Linked DNA regions of Mus musculus: all the other regions are linked to region 6. The links are chromatin contacts, called in public HiChIP or PLAC-seq, capture Hi-C and promoter capture Hi-C maps. All regions are on one chromosome and are shown on one strand. The core of a region is the stretch at or near the end of the contact, and the rest is flanking DNA. Distances in the headings are between cores, read along the strand shown. Region 1 holds the start of Ciao3 (cytosolic iron-sulfur assembly component 3). Region 2 holds the start of Rhbdl1 (rhomboid like 1). Region 3 holds the start of Fbxl16 (F-box and leucine-rich repeat protein 16). Region 4 holds the start of Gng13 (guanine nucleotide binding protein (G protein), gamma 13). Region 5 holds the start of Jpt2 (Jupiter microtubule associated homolog 2). Region 6 holds the start of Cacna1h (calcium channel, voltage-dependent, T type, alpha 1H subunit). Region 7 holds the start of Mcrip2 (MAPK regulated corepressor interacting protein 2).

Region 1 (4,133 bases), core at 635-3,134, 340 kb before region 6:
TCATGGCGATATGCACACCCATTCCCTGAACCTGCCCAAGGTTCCTCCCCTATTCAGAGGTCCCATGGCTGGGCCTCCCTTCTCAGGGCAGTGGCGCACGGTATTTTGAAGGGGATTCCTTAGAGTGCAAAGGGCAGCCAGGCAGGGTTAATTTTAACAGACATCAGGATCTAACTTTCAGATTAGAGGGAGGAGGGGCTTGAGGGAACCAACCCCCTCAAAATCTTATGCTACTAAACGTAGGGGGCAAAGGAGGAGGGGAGGCTCCTCCTGCCCCGTGCAGAACAGGACAGACTGGCTGCTCACCATGGCAGCCCTGTTCATCATCTCAGCTCCCCGTGGTCAGTGAATGTGACCAGTGAGAGAGCTGGGGAGATGCAGTGAGTTTCAGGGTGGCCACATCTGCGACTGGGAAAGGCAGAAGAAGATGTGTGTTTCAGATCCACACCCCAGCCTCCCTCCCCCTCCTGCCACCGCCAGCCCCCAGCAGGGATGTGGTGAGACCTCAGGGTCCTTACTTGGTTCACTTGGAAGTAACTGCCATCGTCTTCAATGTGGATCTTGGCTATGCCACTTCCTGGCTTCTTAGCCACCTTTACAGGCTTGATGCAATTCTACACCAGGAAAGACCCCACACCAGGCTCTATTAGGAGAAAGCAACTTGGACGGGGGGTGGGGAGGGTGGGGAGTGGGGTGGGGGGCTGGGTATGGAGGGCCTCAGGGATGGTTGGCTACCGGCCATAGAGTGAAGCTCACCACCGAGGCCAATTCTACCACCTTCCTGCCACTGAAGCCATGCTGAGCTCTGGTTGCCCACCCTTCTCTGTACAAGGTGAGGAGAATGCCATCAAGGCCACTCTTTCTCCAGAATCACCATGAAATCTGCTACAAACTCTATATGCAAGCTAATGCAAGAAGCCCTGACTAGCCTGCCCTTCCTACGTGCACATAGCAGCACACCCCCGGAGATCAGAGTGTCAGAGGCCTGGCCAGACAGGAAGGCTTTCCTTGGAAACATCTAGAGGTCACCTCCATCCCACGACCACAGATGAAACTCCATGTCTCTCCCCTTCTCTTGGACATCTCCTGTTATCGCTTCCTGAACCTTGGTGGCTTTCCAGAAAAGGGCCAGTCTCGGGTAAGATGGCCCAGTTCATCCTGTCCGTGTGGCAGCTCAGCCCGTCTTTTATGGGTCATGGGACTTGGCTAGCTCTGGAGACAAAGGAAGACCCAGCAAGGGCAGCAGCTCCTGTTTTCAGGGCGGTCTGTCTGTATCCCTCTCTCTTCCTCGAGGCAACGTCAGGAACATTAGCTGTGGCTGTGGCCCAAGTGGACATCAAACCTGTCCCTTCAACATGGTCCCTGTCCACAGAGATGACAACTGGCTCTGAGAGAGGAGTGGGAAGGGATATCTCACAGGTGTGTGGAGGCTAACTCAGCCCCACCATGTCTCTGCATCACCAGCTGGGTGACACTACTACAACAGTAACTTAAGATCACATAACAACAAGTCCCCCCACCTTTTTTTTTTAAACACTAAACCTGCCTGTCACCACTAAACACTCCCATGGTCCCAGGGATCGCTCCGGGCCCAGTAACCGCGTTGTCTGGCCCTCCCTGGCCTCAGTTGTCTGTGTTTGTGAAAAGGGAACTAGACTGACTGAGGCCCTGGGTCCTGGGCCCTGGGAAAAGACACAGACGAGAGAGGTTTCCCGAGGTGCACGGCCAGGCTCGGACCCTCCTCCTGCCCGACTCGCCCTTGGCCGGCCCACCTGAGATGGCCCGATGAAGTCGTCCAAGTCGGTCAGCTGTAGTGCCCCACTGAAGGGCGACGCCATGACAGCCTCACTGCCGCCGAGTGTCACACGGGGGTGTCGCAAAATGACACCAAAATGACATGCAGTTCCGCCACTCTGCCGGAAAACGCAAATTCCAGCGCATGCTCATTTCTCTCCGTCAACAAGCTTTGAAAAGCGTGCGCGCCCTCTGCCGGCGGCCTTGAGCGCTCGGCCCAGCGGACTCAAGCTGCAAGTTCCACAGCACAGCGTTCGGTCTCCCTTGCGTCCCTTGGTTGTGGTGTAGCAGGGTAGCAAAGACAAATAACGCAAAGAATGTAACTAGAGACTCAGAGTCTCTCCCGCTTCCCGTAGGGGTCGGAATCCGGATTTCATTCATCACCTTGACCTAGCAATACTCAAGGAAGGTTCCAGATGCAGTGGGCAGGAGAACACAAAATTAACTTTGATTCACTGGAATGCCTTGGAATGGGCTTACCAAAAAATGAGATAGACAAGTGCTGTTGAGATGTTAAGACTGGAGTGTGGGAGAACATTTACAGAAGCAGGTTCTTGGACTGGACCAGGGCCAAAGGACAGTTTCTGTTTGCCAGGAGGATTCTTGTTTTAAATTGGATATTTTCTTTATTTACATTTCAAATGTTATCCCCTTTCCCAGTTTCCCTCCCTCCCTCCTGGAAACACCCTATCACATCCTCCCTTCCCCTGCTTCTGTGAGGGTGTTACTCCACCCACCCACCCTCTCTCCCCTCCCCTCCCTCAAAGTCCCCTACACTGGGGCATCTATCAAGCCTTCATAGGACCAAAGACCTCTCCTCCCATTGATGCATGACAAAGCCATCCTCTGCTACATATGCAGCTGGAGCCATGTGTACTCCTTTGTTGATGGTTTAGTCCCTGGGAGTTCTGGGGGGTCTGGTTGGTTGATATTGTTGTTCTTCCTAAGGGGTTTCAAACCCCTTCAGCTTCTCCAGTCCTTTCTTTAATTATTGAGGACCCCGTGCTCAGTCCAACAGTTGGCTGCCTAGCATCTGCCTCTGTATTTGTAAGCCTCTGGCAGGGCCTCAGGAGACAGCCATATCAGGCTCCTTTCAGCATGCACTTCTTGGCATCCACAATAGTGTCTGGGTTTGGTAACTGTATACAGGGTTGCTGGGAGGATTCTAATGCTGGAAGGAGGGTGATACATAGATCCCTGGAAATTCAAACTCACCACCACCACCACCAAACCCAAGTCTATTAGAACAAACCCAGTGGACGGCTGGCAGATGTGAGGCATATCCAAGGCCCAATAAGAGAGACAGAGCAGAATGGCCTGGAACAGTAGAAAGAATGAAGTCCTGGTGTAATGTAGGTGATCCCTGAAGACATTACAATCAGTGGATTTCATGAAGCCAGTCACAAAAGGCCACACGTGTGACACCATTCAGCAAAAATGTCCAGGACAGGCAAACCTGCAGATGGAAAGCTGACCTCAGGTGTGGAGAAGGTTTCTGATCAGGGTGGTTAGAAAAGTCTTTAGAATAGATGCTGCACACGTGAATGTCATTTTTCTTTTAAACAGAATAGGGTTTCTCTGTGTAGCCCTGACTGTCCTGGAACTCGCTTGGTGGACTAGGATGGCCTAGAACTCACAGAGATCCATTTGCCTCTGCCTCTGGAATGCTGGGATTAAAGGTGTGTGCCACCATGCCTGGCTTTGTAACATCATTAATGTCACCAAAATGTCTACTAGAAATGGTAACAATCAGGCTGAGACGAGAGTTTGTTTGTTTGTTTGTTTGTTTCTTTGTTTTCAAGACAGAGTTTCTCTGTGTATCCCTGGCTGTCCTGGAACTCACTTTGTAGACCAGGCTGGCCTCGAACTCAGAAATCTGCCTGCCTCTGCCTCCCAAGTGCTGGGATTAAAGGCATTCGATACCACACCCAGCTGAGATGAGAGTTGATGTAGTGTTTGCTGTGCAGACATGAGGAATGAGTTGAGTGTGACTTGTAACATTAATGTAAAAGCTGAACACAGTGACATGTGCTGCCTGTAATCCCACTGAGAGGGTAGAGACAGGGAGAGCCCTGGGGCCCATGGCCAGCCACTAGCCAGCCAAGCCTGCTAACCTGAGTTCAATCCCAGGCCCTGTATAATGGAAATAGAAAACTGACTCTCTGGCCTCCACAGGTACAACATAGCACAAATGTACCCATACACATGTATGTGCACACACAAATGCATGCGATTTTACAAGAGAAAAAAACTGATGTACTAAAATCCTATACTCAGTTTTTGTTGGTTTTAGACACACCAGAAGAGGGCATTGGATCTTACAGATGGTTGTGAGCCAC
Region 2 (3,899 bases), core at 839-3,338, 400 kb before region 6:
CAGGAACTTGGTATTTAGATCTTGGCTTCCAAAAGTCTGTTGCCCTATTCCAGGCCTGTCCTGCTGAGCCTGAGAGTACTGGTGCCAGGTGTGAGGCCTTAGCCTTGGAGGGAGGGAGGATTGTGTGTAAGGGGCTGGGCTGTGGGTAAGGAATCCAGTGACCAGGACCCGAAGTTCTCAGGGTGTGTTCCCCCCCCTTCCTGGTTGTGCATGGCCAGTGGACATGTAGAGGGCAAGAGGTAGTGGTCAAATCAGGGAGGGACCCGATAGTCACAGAGGTCCCACCTTTTTGTCAGGTGTGGAGCCTTATCCACACTGCGCCAGCTGCAGAGCAAGCGGAACTGACTTTCCTGATTAAATTTCACTTGTCTTTTCCATCTCTTGGATTTTGATCTCTCAATGCAACTTACTTTCTCTCTTTCTCTCCCTCCCTTCCTTCCTTCCTTTCTTCCTTCTTCCTTTCTTCTTTCTTTCTTTCTTTCTTTCTTTCTTTCTTTCTTTCTTTCTTTCAAAAATATGCTTATTTTTATGAGTTTGAGTGTTTTGCCTGCCCATATATGTAAGTGCCCCGTGTGTGTGCCTGGTACCGACAGAAGCCAAATGAGTATGTCAGAGTTCCCTGGAACTGGAGTTAACTAATGATTGTGAGCCATCCCGTGGGTGTTGGAAACAAACCCAGGTCCTCTGCAGAGGCAGCAAGTGCTCTGAACCACCAAGTCCTCTCTCCAGCCCCATAAAAAATGGCTTTTCAATCGCAATGTGACTGCTGTTTTTGTGTGAGTTGGAAATGCCACCTGACCCTTCTGAGACGTCTCCCCTGTGTCCTGGTTCCCATTCTGTGGTCTCACTAGTCATGCTGATTAATGGCTACGGAAGGTCCAGTTAAGGGGTCTGCTGTCTAGTAATGCCAGCATCCATCAGTGTCATGGGGGTGGGGGTGTGTGTGAGAGGGCTCCTGCTGCTTCTCTGGGAACATTGCTTCTGCTGTTGGTTCTTCATTGCCCCACACTCCACACAGCCCAGGCAGCCTGCCTGGCTCTGCTGAGAACCTGGGCTTTATGTGTAGCCTGGCTGTTACAAGCAAGGGCCAGCCATAGATCTCAACCTGGCCAGAAGCTGAGTGAATGATGGACTCGGAGTTGATCCTGTGACATGACCTCCTACCACCAAAGACACCCAAACAGGAATCCATACACTCAACGAGTCACTTGGGTTGGGTCAGGTGGGTTCTCTCTGCCCCAGAATGTCCACAGAACAGGGATCCCTGAAAAATGAGGCCTTTGCCTCCTGCTCCAGTCCCAACCTACTGGCCTGCCGTCCCACTGAGCATCTAGGCAGGCTGCTTATTGTAGGCAGCTGTATTCCCTGTAGAGGCCCATCGGGCAAGAATAACTGCCATCCCATCTTTGCAGTAGCAGATTGTTTTGAATGATACTTGGGGGGGTTGCCATGGTTACACATCCTATTGGTCTGTCACCTTCACTGTCCTCAGGAGCACACCCCCTCCCTTATCCAAGCTGCAGTCAGTTCTACCTTCACGTGGCTATTTGTGGCTCTTCCTGGCTATCCCCTGTGCCTTCTTGACTGGTGTTTTTGCACTGGAGGCCCTGCTATCTCAAATCCAATTCAGGGATGTTTGGTTAGAGCTTCCAGCCTTGGCCATGAATAGGGAACCTGGGGCTTCGTTGCTGGAACAGTGCAAATAAGGACAAGTGTGTCTACTGAAAGCAGCTCCAGCTCAGGAGAAAGTATGATGGGAGCAACTGGACCTTGACATTCTGGGGATGGGTCACAGACCTATTTTTAGTAGAAAGAAAGTATCCTAGGGAAGGTAATAAAACAGGCTGCCTAAGAGGGTATTGGGTGCTGCAGGCTGCCAGCTATGGCCTACTGGGAGAAGCTTCTGCCGCACGTGGTGCAAGAGCTGGACGCAGGCAGTGGTTCTGGGTCGAGCTGTTCGGTGGGGGACGATCTACCCAGGCAGTGCGTCGAGTTGGGGCCGCGCGTGCGCGTGCAGGATATGCGCGTACTCTGGCTGTGTGCGCGCTGGGCTGGCATCTCGGTGACGCTGTCTGAGCTCGGGGAGCGCAGAGCAGAGCAGGCGGAGCGGGCCGGCCGGGGCGGAGCGGAGCGGTCCGCAGAGCAGCCCCTCCCGGCCTCGGCCGACCCCGGCCCTCGGCCCGGCTCTATGGACAGGAGCTCGCTGCTGCAGCTCATTCAGGAGCAGGTGCGTGGTGGGTGGGAGCTGGCACTGCCTTGGCGCCCTTCCAGCCGGTGAGGGGTTCGGGGGAGGGACCATGCTCGCAGAAGGCCCAGGCAGCCGCCTCCCAAACCCCCCTCCCTGCACGACCTTGGTCTCTGAGACTCCCGACCCCAAGAAAGGTCTGGCTTCATCGGGTTTCCACGGAAAGCTGGGGATGGAGGGTGGTGGTCCTTGGACCTAGGTCCTTCCCCTTTCTAGGACTGGTAGAGCGAATATGAGGTGGTAGAACAGCCAAACCAGGCACCTTGCCCTGCCAGGGCCTGGGAACAAGCTGGTTCTAGCAAACAGGCACTGACTGGCACAAAGGTCCAGCCTTCCTAGCCAGCCTAGCTCAGCCCTGTGGCTGGGAGTTGGCCCACCCTCTACTCCCCCACCACAGCAGCTGGATCCTGAGAACACAGGCTTCATCGGTGCGGACACCTTCGCTGGTCTGGTACACAGCCATGAGCTGCCCCTGGACCCCACCAAGTTGGACATGTTGGTGGCTCTGGCTCAGAGCAACGAGCGGGGCCAGGTCTGCTACCAGGAGCTGGTGGACCTGGTCAGTGCCATGGTGTGTGGGCAGCAGGGGAGGGCCCAGGCCTGGTCAAGCGCAGCACCCTGACCAAAGCTGGGTGGGCACACAGCTTTTTACTGGGTAGGGCTTACAGACCTGGGCAGTGTGGAAGACCCTCAGACCATTAGCAGCCACACAGCCAAGTAAGGTAGGGTTCCACAGGAACAATACTGTCACCTACACTAAGGTTCCTGCCCTTCAGATCAGCAGCAAGCGTTCCAGCAGCTTCAAGAGAGCCATTGCTAACGGACAGCGGGCACTGCCCCGAGACGGACTGCTAGATGAGCCAGGCCTGAGTGTCTACAAGCGGTTTGTGCGCTATGTGGCCTACGAGATCCTGCCCTGCGAGGTGGACCGCCGCTGGTACTTCTACAGGCACCGCACCTGCCCACCCCCTGTGTTCATGGCCTCGGTCACTCTTGCCCAGGTGGGCCTGCCTACACATTGCCCTGGGGCCTCCTGAGTCCCTAGTCTTGACCAGCCCTAACACTAGTGTCCCCAGATCATCGTGTTCCTGTGCTACGGGGCACGTCTCAACAAGTGGGTGCTCCAGACCTACCACCCTGAATATATGAAGAGCCCTCTGGTGTATCACCCAGGACACCGTGCTCGGGCATGGCGCTTCCTCACCTACATGTTCATGCATGTCGGGTAAGTGAGCCTTGCCTTCCAGAGCCTCTTCTCCACTCCTACCCCCAGCACCTGCCCACTGACTCTGAAGGCTTATCTCCCAGCTAAGTTACACTGCCTGAGGTGGTCTGGAGTAGGCAGGGTACCCATCTGACCACCTCTGCCATGCTCTTCTGTGGCCAGGCTGGAGCAGCTAGGGTTCAATGCCCTCCTGCAGCTGATGATCGGTGTGCCCCTGGAGATGGTACATGGCGTGCTTCGCATCAGCCTGCTCTACCTGGCGGGCGTGCTGGCAGGTGAGACTGGCATATAGGTGGGTGGGTCCCCTGCCTACCTCACCTGCTGAGGGGAGGGCCAGCTGTGCCCTCACCTCTCCCTTTGCCCACAGGCTCCCTGACTGTCTCTATCACAGATATGCGTGCCCCCGTGGTAGGGGGCTCTGGAGGGGTC
Region 3 (3,866 bases), core at 1,287-3,786, 380 kb before region 6:
GTACCTTGTGTCTTTTTCTTCTGCCTCACTGGGTCCTGTGTTTTCCTATGATTTGACTAGTGGCCTCTGCACACAGCTATCTTCCAGCGGGGTCACTGCTGTTACCCTGAAATCTTAAAGACCGCCAACTACACACTCACCAATGTCTCACCCGTCATCTCTCTCAGTCTAGGGACTCTTTCCCTGAGTCTGTGCACAGGTCAGGATGAAGGCCACCTTGGAGGCTGGCTTCTGGCCTGCATAGCACCTGCCCTGATCAGCTCCTCAGGTTTGAAAAGGACAACCAAAACACCCATCTCCAGTTCAGTCTGTAGTGGCAGCCCCGTGGCCTGGGGTGACGACCAGGGTATCTGAGATTGGGGGCACAGAGCAGGCAACATGTTCTGTGACAGTGCTGTGACTCAGGCACATTCACATCCCTGCCACTTTGCACGTGTCAACCACAGCACTTTTCTTCCACCCCCTGCTGGAGCTGCCTCTGGGGTGTGTGTGTGCCAGGGACTTGGGGATAGGGAGACCCTTGGCCCAGGAGGTAAACAGACCCAGGTTGAACCTAGGTCAATGCTCCAGAAGATCAAACTAATGCTCTGTGACCAAACTAAGGGCAAATAGTCACGACAGGCTTCATCTTATCACGCCCCCCCTCCCGCTGTTCTGTAGAATATGAGACCTTCAAAACCCAAGGCTCCTTTAGACACCTGCCAAGTGAGGCCCACCTGCACTCTCTGCAGCCAGTTTGGCCATCTGACCACTAATGGGGACAGTTCAGGGCTGCTCACTGACCTCCTGACCTTGCTTTGCTGCCTTCCCCCCCCCCCCAGTGCCAGTCCCGGAAGGTTCATCAGTGACTCTCAGAGGTGAAGGCTTATGGTCAGGAAGGTTGAGTGATGCCCACCAGAAGCCCCTTCTAGTGCCTCTGAAATAGAGAGCCCAATCTCTCAGGGCTACCTAGATGCACTTGTTTTAACTTCATCAGTGCGAGACGGGACCTGTTCAGGTGTATTTGGGAGAACAGGTGAGTGCATACGTGTCCTGGACTTACAGTATGGGTGACTGGGGAGGCAAATAGTGAGGGTGGCAGGAAATGAGGCTGCTGAATCTTGGGCTATCTCAACATCACCCACGTTTTCAACCTTGACTTTCCCTCTCTTCTCCCAATGGCTCCCAGCCCGGCCCTCAGGCCACGTCTAGGCAGGAAATCGAGGCTCCACCATGCCTCTGACCTGATCTAGGCAGCCCCTAATCATCCAGGCTCCTGTCCCAACACCGGCCCCCCCCCCGCCCCTCCCCCCTGCTGCGATGAGGCTGCTGTCCAGCACTTCATCAAAGTGTTGGGCTGGAACAGAGGGTCCCGTGTCCCGAAGGGGCAGCAGGGAGGCCTGAGAAGACCCTGGTCAGTGGGCCCTGGGACAAGATGGCAGTGGAAGTCGGGCCTCCAGGAGGGAGCAGGTGAAGTGGCATCTGCCATCTGCTCCTGGGAGGTCAGCTGCTGGCTCGGGCTGGGAGGGGCTAGCAGGAGGGCTGCTAGGCCAGATCCAGGCCTCAACAGTGCAGCCTTCTCTCCTGGGATGACGGGTGGGGAGGATCCCCCACTGACTAACATCCTAGAAGGACATGGAAGCCCTGCTCAGCAATCTCAGGATGCCCATTCCCCATTTTGAAGCCTTCCAATCTTGGCCAAGGCCCATTTTCTTTTTCTAGAACCAAAGACATGCCAGCCCACTCCCTGGTATAGAGCTGTGGGCGGCAGCTCTATACCAGCTCATGTCCAGAAGGCGTCCAGGACCCCTAGGCCACATATCCACATGGCTCCTCCCTTTTAATTGTATCAACACCTGTCACGTCCTCCAGTCCGCCGGAGGCTCATAGGGCTGGAGTGGGGAGAGCCCAGAGCCAAGCCAGAAGGAGTGGGGGCTGACGGCCTGCAGTTCCGCGTCCTCGCAGCCACCGTGCTTCCTCTCAGCAATTCCGTGGTACGGAGATACAGCCTGACCGCGCTGCCGGTAGCGAGCGGGGCGCAATCAGGCCGGCCACTAGGGTTAGGGGCTGCGGAACCGCTGGCTCAGCGGCCGAAGGGTGAGGTGGGGAAGGGGCTGCGATTACGTAAGCCCTGCTCAGGCGGCGGCGGCCGCGGCGCAGTCCCAAGTCCCCACCCCGCCCCCTCCTCATTGTAGCCTTCGCGGAGGCAGTGGCTCGACCTGGACCCTCCCCTCCCCGCAGCCTGGCCGCGCGCGCACACACACCTTACCTCGGCCAGGGCTTCTGGCTCATGCCACGCTGTCCGCCGGGCGACCTCGCGTCATGGGGAGCTCAGCACCCGAGCCGCCTAGCGCGGAGGCGGCCGAGGTGCTGGACTGGCTAGCAGGGCCCGACTGCGCCCCGCGCCCGGCGCCCCGCGCCAGGGCCCTCTCCGCAGAGTTCCGAGCGGAGCTCCCCGGTGGGAGAGGATCTGCCGCCCTGAGCCTCCCACCGGGGAGGCTGAGGCTGTGCCCAGATAAATAAGGCCGCTTTGCAGGGAACCCGGCGGGCGCCTCCTCCCTCCCCTTCCCCTCCTCCCTGCGCTCCTCCTCCGCGCTCCTCCCCGCGCTCCTCCGCGGCCGCCGCCGGCGCCGCGCGTGCCCCCCGCCCGGCCCTAAGAGCCGCGCCCTCGCGCGCTCCCGGCGTCCGGACCAATCCGGGTTCTAGAGCCAGGCTGAGGTGTCGAGAATCCCCAACCCCGCCCCGCTCCTCTCCGCGCGCTCCCGGTGCGGTACCGACGGGCACGCGCCAGGCGGCAGCACCCGCTCAGCGGCCGGTGTTCGCACAATAACAAACCCCGTAGGCCGCGCGGCCGAAGAGCAGCTTCGAGTGTCCCATCTGCACAAAGTGGTGGCGACCCAGAATCTTGCCAGCTGAGGAGAATTGCGGTCCTTGGCGCGAGCGGTTGGCAGTGGGGTTCCGGATCCTGCGCAGATGCAACTGGCCCTATGTGCCCTTGCTTGGATTGCCACCTGTGAGGGCGAGGAAAGAGAAGCCGAGTGGAGACATCGACATCGTCGCACCTCCACACACACACACACACACCCTCCTTATGGCCCCTAGGATTCATATCCCTTCCGATCCTGTTGCGAGTCAGGCAGAAGAATCCCTGTTCTGGGTGACATAGTCACACACTTGCAAGCAAGTGACTAAAGCAAGCGTCAATGAAAACACAAGACAGTGGAGTGATAGTGGGGAGGGGTTACTTCTGACAATGTCACAAATGATCTGAGACGCCCTCTCTGTCCCCATAGCACTTGGTAGGAATGGTTCGAGAATCGACCTGCCTTATGGAGTTCCACAGGTTCGCTCTGAGATGAAGTAGAGGTCAGGTGGTGGCAGCCTGTATGGACCAGGGAGGGTGGTTTGTGTAAAAGGACCCATTAAGGGCTGCTGGAGAGCCAGACCTCTCAGCAGGCTAAAGGGACCCCAATCTGGGTCTCTCTTGAGACCAGAAACAGCAGATGTTGGGACAGCAGAGTAGCGTCTTGGAAGAGAAGGAGCTTCAGGGTGGAATGTCCTCAGATGAGACCAACTGCTGTGGAGATGGGAGGTCTGTCTCCTGGGAATGATGTGAGGCCTAGGGGCAATAAGAAAGGGAAGTAAGCTGTATCCTAGCTGGTGTGTGTGTGTGTGTGTGTGTGTGTGTGTGTGTGTGTGTGTGTGTGTGTGTGGTGTATGATCATATATGTGAAGGTGCAAATAGAAGTTAGAGGGCAGTCTCAGGTATTTCTTAGGCAGTGTGTGTGAGTGAGTATATGTGTGTGTGTGTGTGTGTGAGAGAGAGAGAGAGAGAAAGAGAGAGAGAGAGAGAGAGAGAGAGAGAGAGAGAGAGAGAGAGAGAGAGA
Region 4 (4,112 bases), core at 315-2,814, 280 kb before region 6:
AGAGACACCCGGAGAAGTCTATTTATAAAGTCACACCTTACAGAGAGTGTGGGTCAGGCTCATAGGATGGTGCACTTGGCCTTCTCTACCCAAGGGTTGTTCTTCATCAGGTCTGGGTTCAGGAAGGGGTCCTTGGGGATTCCATCCTCAATCCACTTGAGAAGCCTGTGAGTGGGGAGTGTCAGTGAGTGTCGGTCATTCCCGTGGCACCTGCCTACTGGGGGTGTGAGGTCCTGGTTCACACAAGGGGCAGTGGCTGGGCAGGTAAATGACAGACATCATGGGGCACTCACTCGGGGATGGTCTTGGACGACATCTCCCTCTTGAAGGCCAGTTGGTACTTGAGGCTCTCTACCTCCTTCTTCATCTGGGGCACATCCCACTCCTCCATGGCGTCGGGGGCGTCGGTGGTAGCCAGCCTGAGGCTGGTGGGCAGGAGAAGCGAAAAGAGCTGGGTCTGCAGCCCCCACCCCCACGCCACCCTCAGCCCCAGGACAGAGGGAGATCCTGGGACCATACCACCCATTGGTCCTTCCTGAGGTCTGGAGTGATGTTGGCAAAGAGCCCGAAGAGGGCCACAGGGACCCACTAACAAGACCCCTGAGCCTTCTCTACCCAGTGGGGCTGATTAGCTGCAGAGCAAACTTTCCGTTCTTGGCTGGGCAAATGAGCCTGAGAAGGCCCAGCCCTGGATTGGGAGGACAGACTCATCCCTGCCTAGGGAGGTTAAAAGATGGACTTCTGAGTACCCAGGGCAGCCCCCACCCCCCTTCCAGACCCACTTCTAACTCAGACCCTGGGTGCTGCGATGAGAGCCCTGAGATGCTGGGTGCTGCCTGGCCCTCCTGGATGCCTGTTTTGCATGGGTAAAGAGGCTGAGAGGCCAAGTTAATCTCGGGGCTGGGAGGATTTGTCTGCAATTTGCATGTAGGGTGGGGTATGTGCAGAATGTCTGGGGACACAGGCCTTTCAGCAAGCCCAGGACTTGGGAGGTGGGTAGCCTTCCTGAGACCAGTGTTTTCAGATCCAGTCACTGACCTGACTAGGGAGAGCTGTCAGTTGGAGCACAACGGGCCTCCCTTTACCCCTCCCTAGCTAGTTGCACTCCAAAAGACCAAGTCTCTGGTTCTCCCTCCAATCACAGCTTCCACGACCTTGAGAGGGGTCTGGCACCGAGTACCAGACACATCCGGGCTAAGCTTCCATCCCGGGATACTGAGCTGAGCTGGCCTTGGGGAGAGCCTAGGACCCAGCCTTTAGAGTGGCCCATCCTAAAGAGGTCCTGGCAGGGCTCGCAAGGAACCAGTGAGAGGTTGGGTGGGCTAGTATTCCTGGTTGTGTGGGGCCACCTGCAGAGTACCTTTCCCAGAGACCCCCAAGTTACAGTGCCCCACCCTGCTAGGTTCTCCCGCGCCCCACACGCCGACAGGCACGTGGGCGGAGGATCAGCTGCGGGTCCTCCACAAATGGGAGCATCTGGGCTGGGGGCATGGCCCACCACTGGCCCTACCTGCGCTGCTGCCGCCGCCGGAGCCCGGCCGCCGGTGCACCCCGAGACGCCCCCGGCCAGGCGCACGGCGGCGCACACGGGCACTGCGGGCGGCGCGCACGGCGCAGGACAGACGCGCCCCCGTCGCGCAGCGATGGCTCCTGCGCCGCTGGACTCGATCTGTCGGCCGCCCCGCCCCTGAGGCCCGGAGGCAGTTGCCCTGGTCCCAGTAGTTAGAATTAGCCTAGGGGCCCCACCTGGTCAAGCCCTAGAGCCCTGGAGTCTGTTTCCCCCTCAGTGTGAGGTTTCTGTTCATCGGACTTACTTTTGGAGGAGACAGCAAAAGCAGAGATGACAAGGGCCGAGGGATCTGTGGAGTGAGGCTGGGCTGTCCGAGTCCGGGGAGCCCAGGCAGCCGCCCCGCCCACTCTTGCCACCTGGGGCCTTGGTACCGCCTTTACAGGGTTGGGCTGACCCCAAGAGCTCCCTGGGCTGCTCCTACAGCTTTGGCAGGTCTCCCCTGGGGTGGGACATGCAGCAGTGGGAGCTAGTCCCGTCTCTCCTGGGTCAGCTACAACTGCTGGCAACCCAGTTTGACAATCTTGTGATACTGGGACCAGAGCCCTAAACAGCAAAATATGCCCCACCCAACAAGGCTTCTCTGGTCAGGGCCCTCCTATGCAGGGCACTCCAATGCAGGCAGCTGAGAAGAGGGGGTGGGGGCAGAGCACTTCCCACTGTGGTCTTGCAGCCCACCTGGTGCAGGTGACCTTCAGTGTTGTCCACTTATGGGAGGCTGGGGGGCATCCCGCAGAATTCCACGACAAGAGCCTCACCTAGAAGGGGTTCAGGCCTCCCTCCATAGCACTCCCACCTTCTGGCGCCTTCCTCATTCCCAGGCAATGACTTCAAAAGAACCCACGGTTGGATAGTGCGTGGGGGCCTCGGGTGTGAAGGGTCACCCATCTCCAGCTTTGGGTAGATTAAAAGTTAGCTTAGGGGGTGAGTAGGTCAGTTTCTTAGCTGATGCTGGATGGCCTTTGGGTAGGGAGAAGAGTACTTCCTCAGCCACAGGATTTTGAGCCCTGTGCCCGGCGGCAGCCACCTCCCTATTTCTCAGAGACTCTGTAACGGGGGCAGGGGGCTAGCCCTGCCTTCAACTAACCAGAGCAGCGCCTCCCTTTCCCAGTGTTACTGTCAGAGGTACACCTCACCAACTCTTGTGGGAGCTGTGCTCTGGGGACCTTCATATGACGCAGGCTGCAACAGCAACCCGTGGGGGAGGGGCAAGCCTGTCCTGGGAGGCAGGGCCAGTACCTTGCTAAGTATTCTGGGTCCTCTGAGGGCTGGAGGTTTGTTGAGTGGCCCTTACCTAGACAACAGGATAGGTCAGAGTTAGAGGAACAGAAGGAGTTCAGAGCTCACCCTGCCCAGGAGATGGCCTGGACCCCTGCAGGTATGATCAAAAGACAGACCAGGTCCCTGTCCCTTGGACTCTCAGGACCATCAGTCACACAGCAGGCTTCCCTGGTGTTGATCAGTGAAATGGGGTCACCAAGCTTCCCTGGCCCCTGATGTGCATCAACATGTGGTTAGATCAGGAGGCATCCCTGGAACTGGGGCACGCTAGGGAGCGGAGAGATTACTTATCATGGATTTGGGGGTTGGAGGAGCTTAAGGTTAATGGTGCCAGGCCTCAGGGCAGATGTCGTTCTTCCTGGTAGGGTGGAGGACTGTCATATCTCCTGGGACCTGTGCTCACTCTCCCTCCCCATGCCTTTTGTGTGCCCTGATCTAGATGCACACCCTAACACTTAGGCTACCATGGGTGTCTGGCAGGAGAAAAGCTGGGAGAGCCACCAGAGCACAGTGACAATAGGGAGGAAGGGGGCCAGCCACTCTAGAGGCTGAAGGACTAGGTGACCTCCAGAGGGCCCCAGGCTGCCTACATTCACTGGGATGAGGTAATGTTTCTGACTGCACTCCAATGGGACAATCTGAACCCTCAGGTGGTTTCCACGGCTTGGGTGAGTTCCTATTGCTGAGACAGTAGGTAGTGAGACCGGCCTGCTTCAGTGTCCCCAACCCAGCCCCAAGGCTCAGGATTCAGGCTTTATGACTGTTTGTTTGTTTGAGACAGGGTTTCTCTGTGTAGCCCTGGTTGTCCTGGAACTCCCTCTGTAGACCAGGTTGGCCTCAAACTCAGAAATCCGCCTGCCTCTGCTTCCAAGTGCTGGGATTAAAGGCCTGTGCCACCACTGCCCGACTTTATACAATTTATTAGACTCAGAGAAGTCAGTTAGGGGCTGACCGAGATAAGGAAGTGAGTCCTGGAGCGGCAACAGGTCCTAGAGGTAGTCAGGTCTTGGATCCCTATCGAGAGGGCCCCCCCACCCTCCACAATGGAGGCCGGGGGGCATCTTAGGGTGCACTGGTGGCTGGGCTCTGGCTGCAACAGCAGCACAGGTAGGGCCAGTGGTAGGCCATGCCCCCAGCCCAGGTGCTCCCATCTGTGCAGGACCCACAATTGGGATCCACATCTGTTAGCCAGGTGAGGTAGGTCCTTTAATTCAAGCACTTGGGAGGCAGGGAATCTCTGTGAATTTTAGGCCAGCCTGATTTA
Region 5 (3,817 bases), core at 547-3,046, 470 kb after region 6:
GGTGCGTTACTGTAAGGAAGCTGACAAGATTCCAGAAGGTTCTTCACCAGCCATACTGGTTTGCTCATCATCGCCACATTAAAGGACAAATGGTGGCATTTGTAGCAGAGAATCAGTGGATACAACGTCTCCCAGCGTAAGCAAATATCCATGCATAAAACCTGAAAACTGCTAAAGGTTAGAGTTTTTTAAAAAACAAAACAAAAACAGCAAGGCAGGCTCCTGGGTTCTACATCTTCCTTCTCTTCCTTCCATCAGTTTGGATGGTTGGCGTTCACTCGGGCTTCCTCTCCTCATTGGAACTTAGTGTGACTTACATGCGGTCATTCTTTGAGAAAATCTTTTGTTAATATTAATGTTTCTTAGACATGTTGATTCATCTTTTTAAAAGATGGGGAACCTGTATCTTTGGTGCTTGGCATGGATTGTGTCCTAGAGAAGATGCTCAGGCGAGCTGAAGTCCATAGATCCTGTCGGGCATAGTACTTGCTCAGGGAGTGGGACTTTGGGACATTTCATCTGTTGGTCAACCTTTTTTCCTACCCTCCTCTTCTTTTTCATTCCTTGTGATAGCCTCTGCTAGGGGAGGTGTCATTCAGTTCAATAGCATTTTTAACCAAACCATATTATTAGAAATGGTCAAAATAAGTTTAGAAGGAAATTGTTTTATGTACTTTAAAAACAAATCTCCCAGATGCATTCATGAGGAAATACCGTACTTTGTCTTAATTTAAAAAAAAAAAAAAAACACTTTAAAAAAGGAAAGAAACCCACAGTATACCTTTCCCAGAGGCTAGCCTGGTGTGGTCAGTCCAGTTTTGGAAGCACTGCCCCAGCCAGACCCTTATTCTTTCGTAAGATCACTGGCTGGAGGGGTGCCCCCAGCAGGCAGAGCTCAGTGCTGTTTGCTTTGATAATCGTTAAGCCATATCATCTGAGGTTTCCGGCTTGAGATGTGAATTTGTTTTATAGACTATAAATATACAGTGTATGTATAAAGCAGAATGCCTGTCCTTCTGATTATTTTTTGTACCATATTGTAAATTACATTATTTATTCTTTACCAATTTTTTGGGAATAAAAGGTGTTTTGGTTATTTAATAAACAAGAACTGTTAAAACTTCGGCTAAAATTTCCAGTTCGGCTTGTAAATGTTTTTATTGTGCATAAATACATACTAATACTTCATCTAATGTCTGTCTTTTGTGCCTGCTTTCAAAGCCAGTATGCTTAGGGTATTCCAACAGGCACAGTGTAATGAGATGAGCTCTAAGGCCTGGAGGTGCCCTGGAGGTGAGGGTGAGCAAACAGGTAGGCATCAGAGATTCAGCGATTGAGTGACCGCTGAATGCGGAATTCATTACAGAATTCGCTGCTTCTGTTATGGGTATGTTGTGCGCTTCCATGAACCTTTCCTCCCGAAGGTGCTGTAACCCCAAAGAAGCCTTCCGCTACCACCGGCCAGAAACTTCCTAGTGCCATCCAGCCCGGGATAGGTCGGCCAGAAAATGCGGATTCGCATGCGGAGGCGTGTTGGCTGGGGGTGGGGCGAGCTGTGAACCAATGCCCACGCCTGAGGCCATGAGAGGCGCCCCCTGCAGCCAATCGGCTGTAAGCGCGATGCGGGCCTCCAAGCCTCCCTCTCCTTGGGGGCGGGAGGGAGGAGTGGGGCACGACTCTACGATAGGCTGCAGAGACATGATTGGCGCGAGAGGCGTCCAACTGGCTTGGGCGGGTCAGGGTACCTGCGCGGGACCAAGCGGGAACCGCCGCGCGGCGGCTGTGAAAGCGCGGGGCGGCGGCCGACATGTTCCAGGGCGCGGACAGCCAAGCTGGCAAGTCGGGTTCCAGGTGCGCGGACCGGTGCTGGGGCCCGGGTGGGCGCATAGCCGCAGCCACGTGGCGGGCGGGAGACCCTACAAGTGCGGTGGGTGTGGCGCGGGGCTCCCCTGAGGATACTGTGCGCGCTCTCCCGCAGGGCCTTGCAGGAAGGCTGTGGGGTTAGAGCGGAGTGGAGACCGGGCGGCGGGATTAAGACACGTGGCTCTCCTGAAGTGCTTGCTCAGGACAGACGCTAGCCGGGCGCTCCGAGCTGTTTGCCGCTTCCTGAGCCCTTCCCTTGTCCAGTTTGGTTGGTCATGACGACCTTTGAATGTGGCTGAGTAGCGGCAGCGTTCTCAGACCCAACCCACGACCAGGTGTTTGTTGGATGCACTACTGACTGCTACACCCTGGGCGGGGACCTTCCCTACACAGTTTCCTCTAGGCTTTCTGTCTGATCTGCTTTGAGTTGATCAAATGAAACTGGTGTTCGAATGACTTTACGAGCTCCAGGAATTAATTGTTGAATAGGCGTCCATGGAGAGGATTTTAGGAAAAGGAGGAAATCCCCATTTGAGTTGATAAAATGAAACTGGTGTTCGAATGACTTTACGAGCTCCAGGAGTTAATTGTTGAGTAGGCGTCCATGGAGAGGAATTTAGGAAAAGGAGGAAATACCCACTTGATAGCGGGATGAGGGGGAAAGGGGAGCTACCTTAACTGGATAATGAAGCGCAATTGGAAGCCTCAGTCTGGGCCATATTAGATAGAAAGCGTGCTTTGGATGGCAACTTAGGCAGGTTGGAGAAGATAGCAGCACATAGTCCGACTGATTGCTACAAAGCCTGAGTCTGTAAGGTCTGTCTGTACTCCAGGGTTTCCTTTCGTCTAACCCTGTCTTTTGTCTCCTCAGCAGAGGGATTTTCTTGTGCTGGAGATGTTTGAACTGTAAAAGCGTTATGGTATTACTGTCATTCATCCACAAAAATTACTAACCATGAAGAACACGTCACCCCCCACCCGGTCTATTTCTCATGGCTTTGTCCCAGATTTTCTCATTAGTTCCTAGTTCTTATGAAACTCATCATTCCAGGGAGGCCTGGGAGCGCTGACAACCGTCGATATTTTCTTTCTCTCCAGTGCCATAGTTCATTTGAACTCTGGCTTTTCATCTTTGCCTATATCCCTTATATTTTCTCGATAACTTGAGTATTTCTACTGAAACATTTAAAGGGTACTACAAAAGGAAAAAGTAATTGGAATTATGGATTTGGTCCTAAAGTCTGAGTTGACTAATCTGGCCCTAGAACCTTCCACTCCACTGGTGTTACTGTGATTAATGGCTGCTAGTGGCTTCCAGAAGGCCACACTGTGCCATTGTTCTGGGCCCTATTTGTTGAAAGGCCCATTTGTGAGACCCTGCAGGGGCAACCTTAAGACTTGCATTGCTGCTGTAGGCTTTGAAGCTTGTGCTTGCTCCATTGTCTTTGAGATGGAGGTGGACACTGCTCTTGCCCAAGTGGCTCATTATTTTAGTACACAAAGCAATACTAAATCCTTACTTTCAATACCCATATTAAGTTCAAAAGCTAGTTCCTATATTCCCGTAACAGACTCAATTTGGGCCTCATCTCTGGAGATGGTTTTGAGGCTCCTGCTTCTGTTGTATCACATACATGGAACACATACCATTGACACACACGTCTGGCTGTCGGTATCTTGTGTCTGAATAACCACAGAGTGACTGGGAAGGTGAGAGTGTAGAGTGAGGGTCTGCCGGGGTCAAACCTCCACAGGGTAGGATGCTGGTGGCTTCATGTAAAATGAGATTATTAAAATAAAGCTAGGAGTATTCACACTTGTAATCCTAGCACTCGGGACATGGAGGTAGAGAATATGAGTTCAGGGTTGTCACTCACTACATAGTGAATTTGAGCACTTCAAGATCCTGACTCAGCTCTTTCCAACCCCCAATAAGAAAATAAATGGCTGGGCA
Region 6 (3,901 bases), core at 1,243-3,742:
TTGTCCTACGCTTGTCCCCTCATTGCCTGCTCACCACGTGAGCGTATGATGCTTTCATTGTTTTGAACCCAATTTTCTCATCTCATATCTGAGTAGTGTCTGCTTTTCATTTCCTCTCCTGAAGGCAAGTCTGTGTCACATGGATGGGCTCGGCCCCTGCAGCGAAGCAGACATGATCTAGGCTGATGGTGCTCGGGTGTGGAAGGCCACCTTAAGTGACCACTGCCACAGGAGGCTGAGCAGACAGAGTATCAGCCCAGGGACAGGAGACCCTGGAAGGGCAGTACAGCAGATCCCCGGAAGGCTTGATAGAACAGGAGACATTGGAAGAAGTCCCCTAAGGTTTAAATCATAGTGTAGGTGTCCCTTCAGTTGGTCCGTGGCCGGCTTTGGGTCCTGCTGGCTGTGGGAATGGCTCAGTCAGACATACACACCAAGTCCAGGGCCCTTCCCCTTCTCCAGAAATGTGAACAGCAGAATGTAAACAGAGATGGGTGAGAGATAGCCCTCAAGTCTAGGGTGTATGACGCTCCCTCCAGGCTCCATGGGGCCCATAGTAAACCAGCTCTGGCCCTCTCCTTCCATCTTCCTCTGCAAGGATGCGTTCTGCTCTCCTGAGTCCTCTCACTCAGCCATCTCCTGATTTCCAGAAGGCCTTTGCATAGGGGTCTTGAAGCTGGAGAGCTCTGGGACCCTGCCTGTTTCCTTGTCCTCCAGGAGCCATCTGCCCTTGGCCAACAACTATGTTTCCTTCCTCGCCCCACCCCACCACTACACACACTTGTTCCTGGCCTGCCCTCCACTGGAGTGAAGCCCCCAAGAACAAGAAGATGTCCAGTGTCCCCTCCAGCGGACCTGTAGCTCCAATCGGAGCCTGGCACCTTATCGGTCTCCAGCTAGCTTTCAAGCAAAACACCACCTTGCACTTCATCATAACCTTTCCGAGGGGTTGGAGGAAAGTGGCAGTGCTTGCCAGCCATCTGGTCCAGGACCCCGCGTTGGCATAATTCGCCTGCTTGTCTATGCTTCACTCAGCTGTGTTCAAGGCTCAAGGCTCTTCCTGATCCCTCTCCTGGGTGGCTAGGTCCTTAATTGCTCTTTGAGGACCTTAATTATGGGCCGCAGCCACCCACTGGTAAGTAGGAGCATTAAAATAGAGTAAATGTTTTTCTTTTCTTGAAAAGTTCACATATACAAGACAAGGTGCTGTTGGGCCCAGGGGCCTGCCCTGCCTGGACCGACAGGCAGAGGACATGGTTCTTGTTCTCCACCTCCTTCCCCAGGCTGTGCCCTTCCCAGGCTCAGTGGTGAAATCCTCTTAGAATCCCAGAACCACATATGGGAAACTCCACTTCTCTGCAGCTCACCCTGCCAGGGCTCCATCCAGGTCTGAGGTTGCTATGTTGCTCTGGCCCTCCAAAGAGCCCAGCTACCCCAGGGCAGAGGGAGGCTGCTCTTTGTCTAGGACAGGAATGGTTTTCCCCAATAACAGGGCCTGAAGGTGAAAGAGCCCCTTGTTGGTTGAAATTTAAGTGGATGTACACCTAAGAGCTGGAATTTTATGGCCCTAGTGTGGTAATTGTGAGAAAGTAAAAAAATCCCTGCATACCTCCAGCGGGAGAGGGGGGGAACAGCCCCTCTGCTCATGCCTTCATGGGACAAGGGTCATGCAACCACTGGAGTATGAAAGGAGATTCAGCGACATGCTCAGGATATACCCTCTGTGTGCCTTGGCGGGTGCTGGGAGGCCCCGCTCGGCTTGTACTCCTTCTCGAGGTTCTTCCAAGAGCCCCAGTCCCCAGGAGAAGGGGGAGGGGGATGGGCACCGGCAAGTTTGCGGAAACTGGGAGGAGTGTGGGGGAGCTGCGTACCAGAGTACCCGGACTGCCCCAGGACAATTGGTGTCGCGTCGCGCAACGCGCCCCACGTCGCCCACGCGCCCCAAAGACACTGGCGCCCCGGCACACCCAAGACACACGCGGTGGGGGAAGGGCACGCGCCTCGCGGGCATGGTCACGGCGTGCCTCCCACGCCTGCTGAGCCCCGCCCCCTAGCCGACCCTAGCAGTGAAGAGAAGGGGCGGCGCGCGAGAAAAGGAGGGGGTCCCCGCCGGCTCCGCGCCCCCGCAGTGGGGGTGGGGAAGGACGTTGGCGCCGCTTCCCCCGCCCCTCGTCCAAGCATCCCTGCGAGCGCCCCCTGCTGCCGTGCTCTCCCGCGAGACAGTATGGGGCGGGAGGAGAGGTCGGGGAGGGGGGCGCGGACCGGGTTCGCCCAGTCCTGGACTTGGGGCTGGCGGCGTACCGGCACGGAGAAACACGGACCAAGGGATGTTGTGGGATAGCTTACGTCTGGGTGGGGGCGGGCCGGGCTGATGACCCCCGCCCACTCTCCGTCCCTATCTCGGTCCCTGAGGGTCGCCCCCTGCCCGCCCCGGCCGCGTTGGCCCCGCCCCATGGGCCGCCCCCGCCGCCCCGCCTCCCCGCCACTGCTCACTCCGAAGTTTCCTGCGCTGTGCGCGGACGGGCTCCAGGGCTCGCTCGCTCCCTCTCTGGCTCGGCCGCGCCCCCGGCCCGTGCCTGCGGTCCGCGCCCGCCCCGCCGTGCATTTAGCGGTTTTCCGCATCGGGACACCGTTGCTGCTGCTGGGCGGGCCGGAGCTAGAGCTTCCGCGAGAGCTGGTGCCGGGTGGGCCGGGGGCGCGGGCCGAGGAGGCGATACTGGCCCAGCTCCGGGCTCTGGACTGGGTCCCCAGTGACAGCGCCGCCCGGGCTATGCCCACAGGGACGCCGCTGGCCACCGGAGCGAGGTGAGATGCGGAGGGTACGCGCGCTTACTGCGCGCCTGGGACCCTTTGAACTTGAGCTCTATGGGCTCGGAGCCCCTAGGGCTCCCGCAACCCTTCGCCTCGGCCTTGGGGGTGGGGCTGCCAGGCTTTGCTGGCGGGAGGGGGCGGGGGGCGCACTTGTCTCTAATAAGGAGAGACAAAGACATCCCGGCGGCCGCGGCTGTTCCCGCAGCTCCGCTCCGCCTGAGGCGGGGCGGGGGCGTCGTTCCTGGGCCAGGGTCACCGCCTGCCCCTCTCTCCGCAGGTGCTGCCCTCTGCCACCATGACCGAGGGCACGCTGGCAGCGGACGAGGTCCGGGTGCCCCTGGGCGCTTCGCCTTCGGCTCCTGCAGCGCCGGTGAGGGCTTCCCCAGCGAGCCCTGGGGTGCCGGGGCGCGAGGAGCAGCGAGGATCCGGGTCGAGCGTGTTGGCTCCCGAGAGCCCAGGGACCGAGTGTGGTGCGGACCTGGGCGCCGACGAGGAACAGCCCGTCCCATACCCCGCTCTGGCTGCCACAGTCTTCTTCTGCCTCGGGCAAACCACGCGGCCCCGCAGCTGGTGCCTCCGACTGGTTTGTAACCCATATCCTTACAGGGTTGGCAGGGCGCTGGGGACTGGGGTGTGGGACTCCTCTGCGTACGTCCTGTGAACCCGGCTTGTGGGATCCGGCGGGGGCTCTGGGTAGGGGTGCTAGGGCGGCGTTCTTCTCAGAGATGGTAGGGTTAGCCTGTGGAATCTGGGTTCAGAGGCACCTCGGGACGGGAGAGTATGAGCAGAAGCGGCGAGGATGCCGCCGGTGGAAGGAAATGAAAGGTAGTTAACTCCAGGAGTCCTACTGGGGCGGGGGATGGGGGGAAAGATGGGAATCCCCGCCTTCTTAGCTTTCCAAAGGAAACACCTGAGCCTGTGTGAAGACCCTCGCTGGAGTCTGGGGGCCGGAAAGGGAGAAAGTTTCCACCTGCTCATTGGCGCTGTGTGCCGGGCAGGGCTGCTCCCTGGTTCTCCTCGAAGTGACGTTGGTTTGAGAACTCACTTTTCCAGGCTGAAGTCCGTTCAGGGGCTGATTTAAGTCACGCAC
Region 7 (3,953 bases), core at 339-2,838, 430 kb before region 6:
TTTAATATGAGTACACTGTGGCTGTCTTCAGACACACCAGAAGAGGACATCAGATCTTATTACAGATGGCTGTGAGCCACCATGTGGTTGCTGGGAATTGAACTCAGGTCCTCTATAAGAGCAGTCAGTGCTCTTAACCACTGAGCCATCTCTCCAGCCCCGAGAGGGGACTCTTAAGTAGGGTTGGGAAAGAAGCTCCCAGGATCAGCACTCATGAGCTGTCACCTATACTGTGGTGGGCTTTTTGGTGACATAGTGAGAGTCACCCATGCTCCAGTAAGTAACCGCAATAAACTCACTGGCTCATCAACTAGACATGAGTGAGATGTCTCATGCCTCCCTAGTACACTCAACAGTCTTCTCAGAGCTGGAGAAGGCCTTTCACTCTCCAGCCCCGCTCTGCATAATGTAAGGCCAAAGGCCCAGGGCCAAAGGAATGAAGGCTTGGTCACCTGGGATAAAAGTCCCCTGGAGTTCCTTAGATACTCTGGAATTCAGGTGGACCAGCTACCCACCCTCACTCCTTCCTCACTGTTCGTCTTGCTTAAGTGGTCCAAGACTTGACAGACCTGCCTCCCCTAGTCCCTAGTGCCTGCAGACTGACCCTCCTCAAATATGACAATAGGAACCTTAAGGCCAGGTGTTGGTGGCAGGGGCAGCACAAGTCTTGGCAGATACAGTTCAAGACTTCACATCACGCCGGGCAGTGGTGGCGCGCGCCCTTAATCCCAGCACTCGGGAGGGAGAGACAGGCGGATTTCTAAGTTTGAGGCCAGCATGGTCTACAGAGTGAGTTCCAGGACAGCCAGGGCTACACAGAGAAACCCTGTCTCAAAAAACCAAACCAAACCAAACAAAAAACCAACAGCAAAAAAAGGAGACCTGGGGGCGGGGGGGGGGGGTACGGGGGGGGGGTCAGGCTGCTTCCACTCTTGCTGGGTTCTTCCTCCTTCCAGGCTGTACTGGGAAACCCTGTGGCTCTCCCCACAGACCTAATTTCCAGCTTCCCCAGTAGTTGGGGAAAAGGCTCAGGACATGAATTGAAGAGCGGTTAGTATAGTACTTTAGGAATAGGGTACCCCCTGAGGGCTCTGTGTTCTCCTGGTCTTCTGGTTCCACAGTACTTTAGATCTACTTAAACACTCTTAGAGCACTCATTCTAAAGCTGACTCCTGACACAGTGATCCCCAACAATCCAGGCTTGTCCAGGCACTTGGCTGGGTGGTGGTGGTGTCTCAAATATGAGCTGGAATACTGGTGTTTTTAGAGACTGTTCAGGGTCCCTAGCACTACCCTAGTACACAAAGGGCCCTCCTCAACTGAAAGAGCCTCTCTCTCTGAAATCTCAGACAGATACACAAGCACACACATGCACACTCGCACATGCACGCTCCAGTCTAGAGATGGCATACCCCTTGGCGAGTACAACCCGTTCTTAGCTCAAATTTAGTGACTTGGCCAATTTTCCAAAGGGTTGGGAAGGCTACCAAGTAGGCGAAGCTCCTTTAAGGGCAGGGGGCGTGTGTGGGTCGCTCCGCCCCTTTGCCCGTCCTCCCTCCTTAAAGGGGCCGAGCCTCTGGGACCGCAAAGTGAAGCTGGTGGAGGGTGCCTGATCTGGCCGCTGCCAGGGGCGGGCGGGACGGCGCACCATGTACACTATCACCAAGGGGCCCAGCAAGCTGGTCGCGCAGCGCCGCACAGGTGCGCAGGGCGGGCGGGCAGGCGGGACGTCCTGACCGCTGGCTCGCGGCGGCTGACAGCGCCCTCCGCCCCGGCCCGCAGGTCCCACACAGCAGCAGGTGGAGAGCAGGCTTGGCGAGCTCCTGAAATGCCGGCAGCCGGTGCCGCCGACCGCGCTACCCGCGCACCTGCAGCCCTCGGCACAGACTCAGGGACCCTGGCCCCTTGCAAGGTGAGCCAGGCCGCCGGGCACGAGGGTGACCTTGGAGAAGGTTGATGGGGACCACGCGTCCTGGTGGGCAGGGGGCGGGGCGCAGGCAACTCGTGCACTTCTGCTCGCCGGCTACTTCTGGGCCCAGCTGGCTTGAGTGGACCCTGGTGGCCACGTGGAGCCTTGAGGGCTTCCGACCAATCCCGCCTGTCAAGGACCGCAAGTACTCAAAACCGAGGGACCTGGTGACCTTGGGCCGCTAACTTGGACCCCTTGGGAAGTGGTCGAGGTCAAAGTTGGGGAAAGTTGCCCAAGGCCCTGGCTCTCAAGGACTTCAGGCCCTGTCCTTGCAGAGCAGAAGAAGCGCACGTGTTCCCGCTGGTCTTATCAGGTCCCTGCCCTTCACTAACACCCTGGGACACTGGAGCCCTCCTCCCCAGCAGTTGCCCGCGCCTGTGGGTTCCAAGAGTTTTCTGATTTTCCTAACCCGCAATGTGTCTAGGGAAGTTCAGCCCTAGCTACTTGGATTTCAGCCAGTGTGACCTGGAAGTGATCCCACTCAACCAAGGCTGAACCTTTTACTTCTTTGGCTCCATTTACTGTTTCCTGTATCGGTAGACTGGACTCTGCAGGCATGTAGGCTCTACTCTGGTAGAGGTGGCATGTGAACCGGTTAAGAGAGAGCACCAAAGAGACCACAATCTCGAGGGAGGCCAAGAGTTAGACTCGTCTCAGCAGGGGAGTCTGTGTGGCTGGCTCCACCCCTCTTAGCTCTCAGCTACTAGGCTTCGGAAGCTATAGGTAGGAGATGCCTGTGTGGCCTGTGTTTGCCCTAGGGGACATCCGTATGACATCGGTTTATGTCCTTATTGCCCTTATGTCTCTGGGAGAACTCTATGGTGCAGATGTATAACCACAAAGTGGTTACCCAGACAGGGAGTTTGGAGCTGCCTTGGTGACTGGCCTATCTCTACCTGGGAAACACCCCCCCCACCCCCCACCCCCCACCCCCACCCCAGAGACAGGGTTTCTCTGTGTAGTCCTGGCTGTCCTGGAACTCACTCTGTAGACCAGGCTGGCCTGGAGCTCAGAAATCCGCCTGCCTCTGCCTCCCGAGTGCTGGGATTAAAGGTGTGCGCCACCACACCCGGCGGGAAAACACCTTTTAAAGTCCTTATTGTTGGGGGACAACACGGACAGGCTTGTGGCAATATTTGGGTCAGTGTCCAGGAAGAGGAGAAGGTAGTAACACTCTCCAGAATGCTGAGTTGCAAGAGACACCACACTGCGTGTTTCCTCTAAAAAGGCTTCAGTAAGATAAGCTGATGTGAAGGCCTGGACTCATCTGTCAGCAACCAGGGAGAACACCTGACGCCCGGGAGATTGGTTTCCTGTCCTGAGTTCTGGGAACTGAGGAGATAGGCTAAGGAGTCTTCCCTATGTCCTCTGAGGTGGCCCTTTCCTGGGCTGGGAACTCCCATCTCCAATAGGACCTTCACATGGAATTTTACCTCTAGTCCTTTGTCTTTTCAAGGCCACCCATCAGTCACCCATGTCCACCAGCATCAGGGAACACAGGAGGCACTGGTCATTCTCCTGCTGCTGTGGGGCAAAATCATGAAGCTTTCAACCCACTAAATGGCTAGGCATGGGTGCTGCCAGTTATGGTGGCCAGGCCTGTGCCTCTGACATATTCTTTTCTCCTGGCGGCAAGAGACAGATGGGGGAGACTTGAGATGCGACCATGTTACCACCTACCCCACCAAGAGCAGATTGAGAAAATGTTCAGGGACCACTGGGCAGAAGAGCCTTGGGACAGAGTCAAGGTTGGGAGTACTGGGGTCAGAATACTGCTAAATCTTGAAATATTGATTTTGAATCTTGATGCCCTTCGCTGTGTGTCACAGGCAGGGAGATCCCAGGCTGAAAGATGAGTGACCGGTCACCTTGAGGGGGTAGGAGAGTACATGAGAGGATGTCTATGGGGCACTATGGCCTGGTGCTGCAGCAGGCAGTGGGCCTAGAAGTGGATACAGGTGCACTCTGGGATTAGTGCCCTTTC

The links. Promoter capture Hi-C pulls out the DNA fragments that hold promoters and counts their contacts. HiChIP or PLAC-seq counts read pairs in DNA pulled down with a chosen protein or histone mark. Capture Hi-C pulls out chosen DNA fragments and counts their contacts.
Region 1: a contact with region 6 is called in a promoter capture Hi-C map of adipose tissue. The contact joins the promoter of Ciao3 here to the promoter of Cacna1h in region 6. A contact is called at or near these places in 9 of 39 promoter capture datasets (the 3T3-L1 cell line, the SN4741 cell line, cranial neural crest and 6 more), 3 of 115 datasets of contacts at active chromatin or transcription factors (embryonic midbrain, embryonic stem cells and forebrain) and 2 of 9 other capture datasets (adipose tissue and pancreatic islet).
Region 2: an H3K4me3 HiChIP or PLAC-seq map of bone marrow-derived macrophages shows a contact between it and region 6, with 2.2 times the contacts expected there. The contact joins the promoter of Rhbdl1 here to the promoter of Cacna1h in region 6. A contact is called at or near these places in 5 of 39 promoter capture datasets (cranial neural crest, hippocampal neurons, liver and 2 more) and 1 of 115 datasets of contacts at active chromatin or transcription factors (bone marrow-derived macrophages).
Region 3: a contact with region 6 is called in an H3K4me3 HiChIP or PLAC-seq map of forebrain, with 3 times the contacts expected there. The contact joins the promoter of Fbxl16 here to the promoter of Cacna1h in region 6. A contact is called at or near these places in 15 of 39 promoter capture datasets (the 3T3-L1 cell line, 3T3-L1-derived adipocytes, the HPC-7 cell line and 10 more) and 4 of 115 datasets of contacts at active chromatin or transcription factors (embryonic stem cells, forebrain and neural tube).
Region 4: a contact with region 6 is called in a capture Hi-C map of embryonic stem cells, with 5 times the contacts expected there. The contact joins the promoter of Gng13 here to the promoter of Cacna1h in region 6. A contact is called at or near these places in 18 of 39 promoter capture datasets (the 3T3-L1 cell line, the C10 cell line, the HPC-7 cell line and 12 more), 1 of 15 datasets of contacts at CTCF or cohesin (large pre-B cells), 10 of 115 datasets of contacts at active chromatin or transcription factors (bone marrow-derived macrophages, embryonic basal ganglia, embryonic forebrain and 4 more) and 3 of 9 other capture datasets (adipose tissue, embryonic stem cells and liver).
Region 5: a promoter capture Hi-C map of embryonic stem cells shows a contact between it and region 6, with 2.2 times the contacts expected there. The contact joins the promoter of Jpt2 here to the promoter of Cacna1h in region 6. A contact is called at or near these places in 3 of 39 promoter capture datasets (embryonic stem cells, liver and pre-B cells), 1 of 484 Hi-C or Micro-C datasets (embryonic stem cells) and 2 of 115 datasets of contacts at active chromatin or transcription factors (bone marrow-derived macrophages and embryonic stem cells).
Region 7: a contact with region 6 is called in a promoter capture Hi-C map of pancreatic islet. The contact joins the promoter of Mcrip2 here to the promoter of Cacna1h in region 6. A contact is called at or near these places in 2 of 39 promoter capture datasets (hippocampal neurons and liver) and 1 of 9 other capture datasets (pancreatic islet).

Annotation. Positions count from the first base shown.
Region 1 is chr17:25,771,527-25,775,659 of GRCm38.p6, reverse strand. It overlaps Ciao3 (cytosolic iron-sulfur assembly component 3), which reads right to left and starts at 1,884. Exons shown (of 11, transcript NM_026238.4): 1 at 1,773-1,884; 2 at 519-614. The coding sequence starts at 1,838. Gm41550 (a long non-coding RNA gene) reads right to left here. Exons shown (of 3, transcript XR_876684.1): 3 at 3,116-3,250.
Region 2 is chr17:25,835,316-25,839,214 of GRCm38.p6, reverse strand. Rhbdl1 (rhomboid like 1) reads left to right here and starts at 2,088. Exons shown (of 8, transcript NM_144816.1): 1 at 2,088-2,227; 2 at 2,643-2,804; 3 at 3,022-3,246; 4 at 3,322-3,470; 5 at 3,633-3,745; 6 at 3,838-3,899. The coding sequence starts at 2,189. Rhot2 (ras homolog family member T2) reads left to right here. Exons shown (of 19, transcript NM_145999.3): 19 at 1-758.
Region 3 is chr17:25,807,769-25,811,634 of GRCm38.p6, reverse strand. Fbxl16 (F-box and leucine-rich repeat protein 16) reads right to left here and starts at 2,536. Exons shown (of 6, transcript NM_001164225.2): 1 at 2,249-2,536.
Region 4 is chr17:25,714,980-25,719,091 of GRCm38.p6, reverse strand. Gng13 (guanine nucleotide binding protein (G protein), gamma 13) reads right to left here and starts at 1,564. Exons shown (of 3, transcript NM_001357782.1): 1 at 1,511-1,564; 2 at 294-425; 3 at 1-165. The coding sequence starts at 391. The coding sequence ends at 60. It overlaps Chtf18 (CTF18, chromosome transmission fidelity factor 18), which reads left to right. Exons shown (of 22, transcript NM_145409.2): 22 at 1-62.
Region 5 is chr17:24,958,602-24,962,418 of GRCm38.p6, reverse strand. Jpt2 (Jupiter microtubule associated homolog 2) reads left to right here and starts at 1,796. Exons shown (of 5, transcript NM_198937.2): 1 at 1,796-1,851. The coding sequence starts at 1,808. Cramp1l (cramped chromatin regulator homolog 1) reads left to right here. Exons shown (of 21, transcript NM_020608.3): 21 at 1-1,193.
Region 6 is chr17:25,432,374-25,436,274 of GRCm38.p6, reverse strand. Cacna1h (calcium channel, voltage-dependent, T type, alpha 1H subunit) reads left to right here and starts at 2,492. Exons shown (of 35, transcript NM_021415.4): 1 at 2,492-2,805; 2 at 3,089-3,405. The coding sequence starts at 3,107.
Region 7 is chr17:25,866,373-25,870,325 of GRCm38.p6, reverse strand. Mcrip2 (MAPK regulated corepressor interacting protein 2) reads left to right here and starts at 1,588. Exons shown (of 5, transcript NM_026633.3): 1 at 1,588-1,701; 2 at 1,783-1,912. The coding sequence starts at 1,650.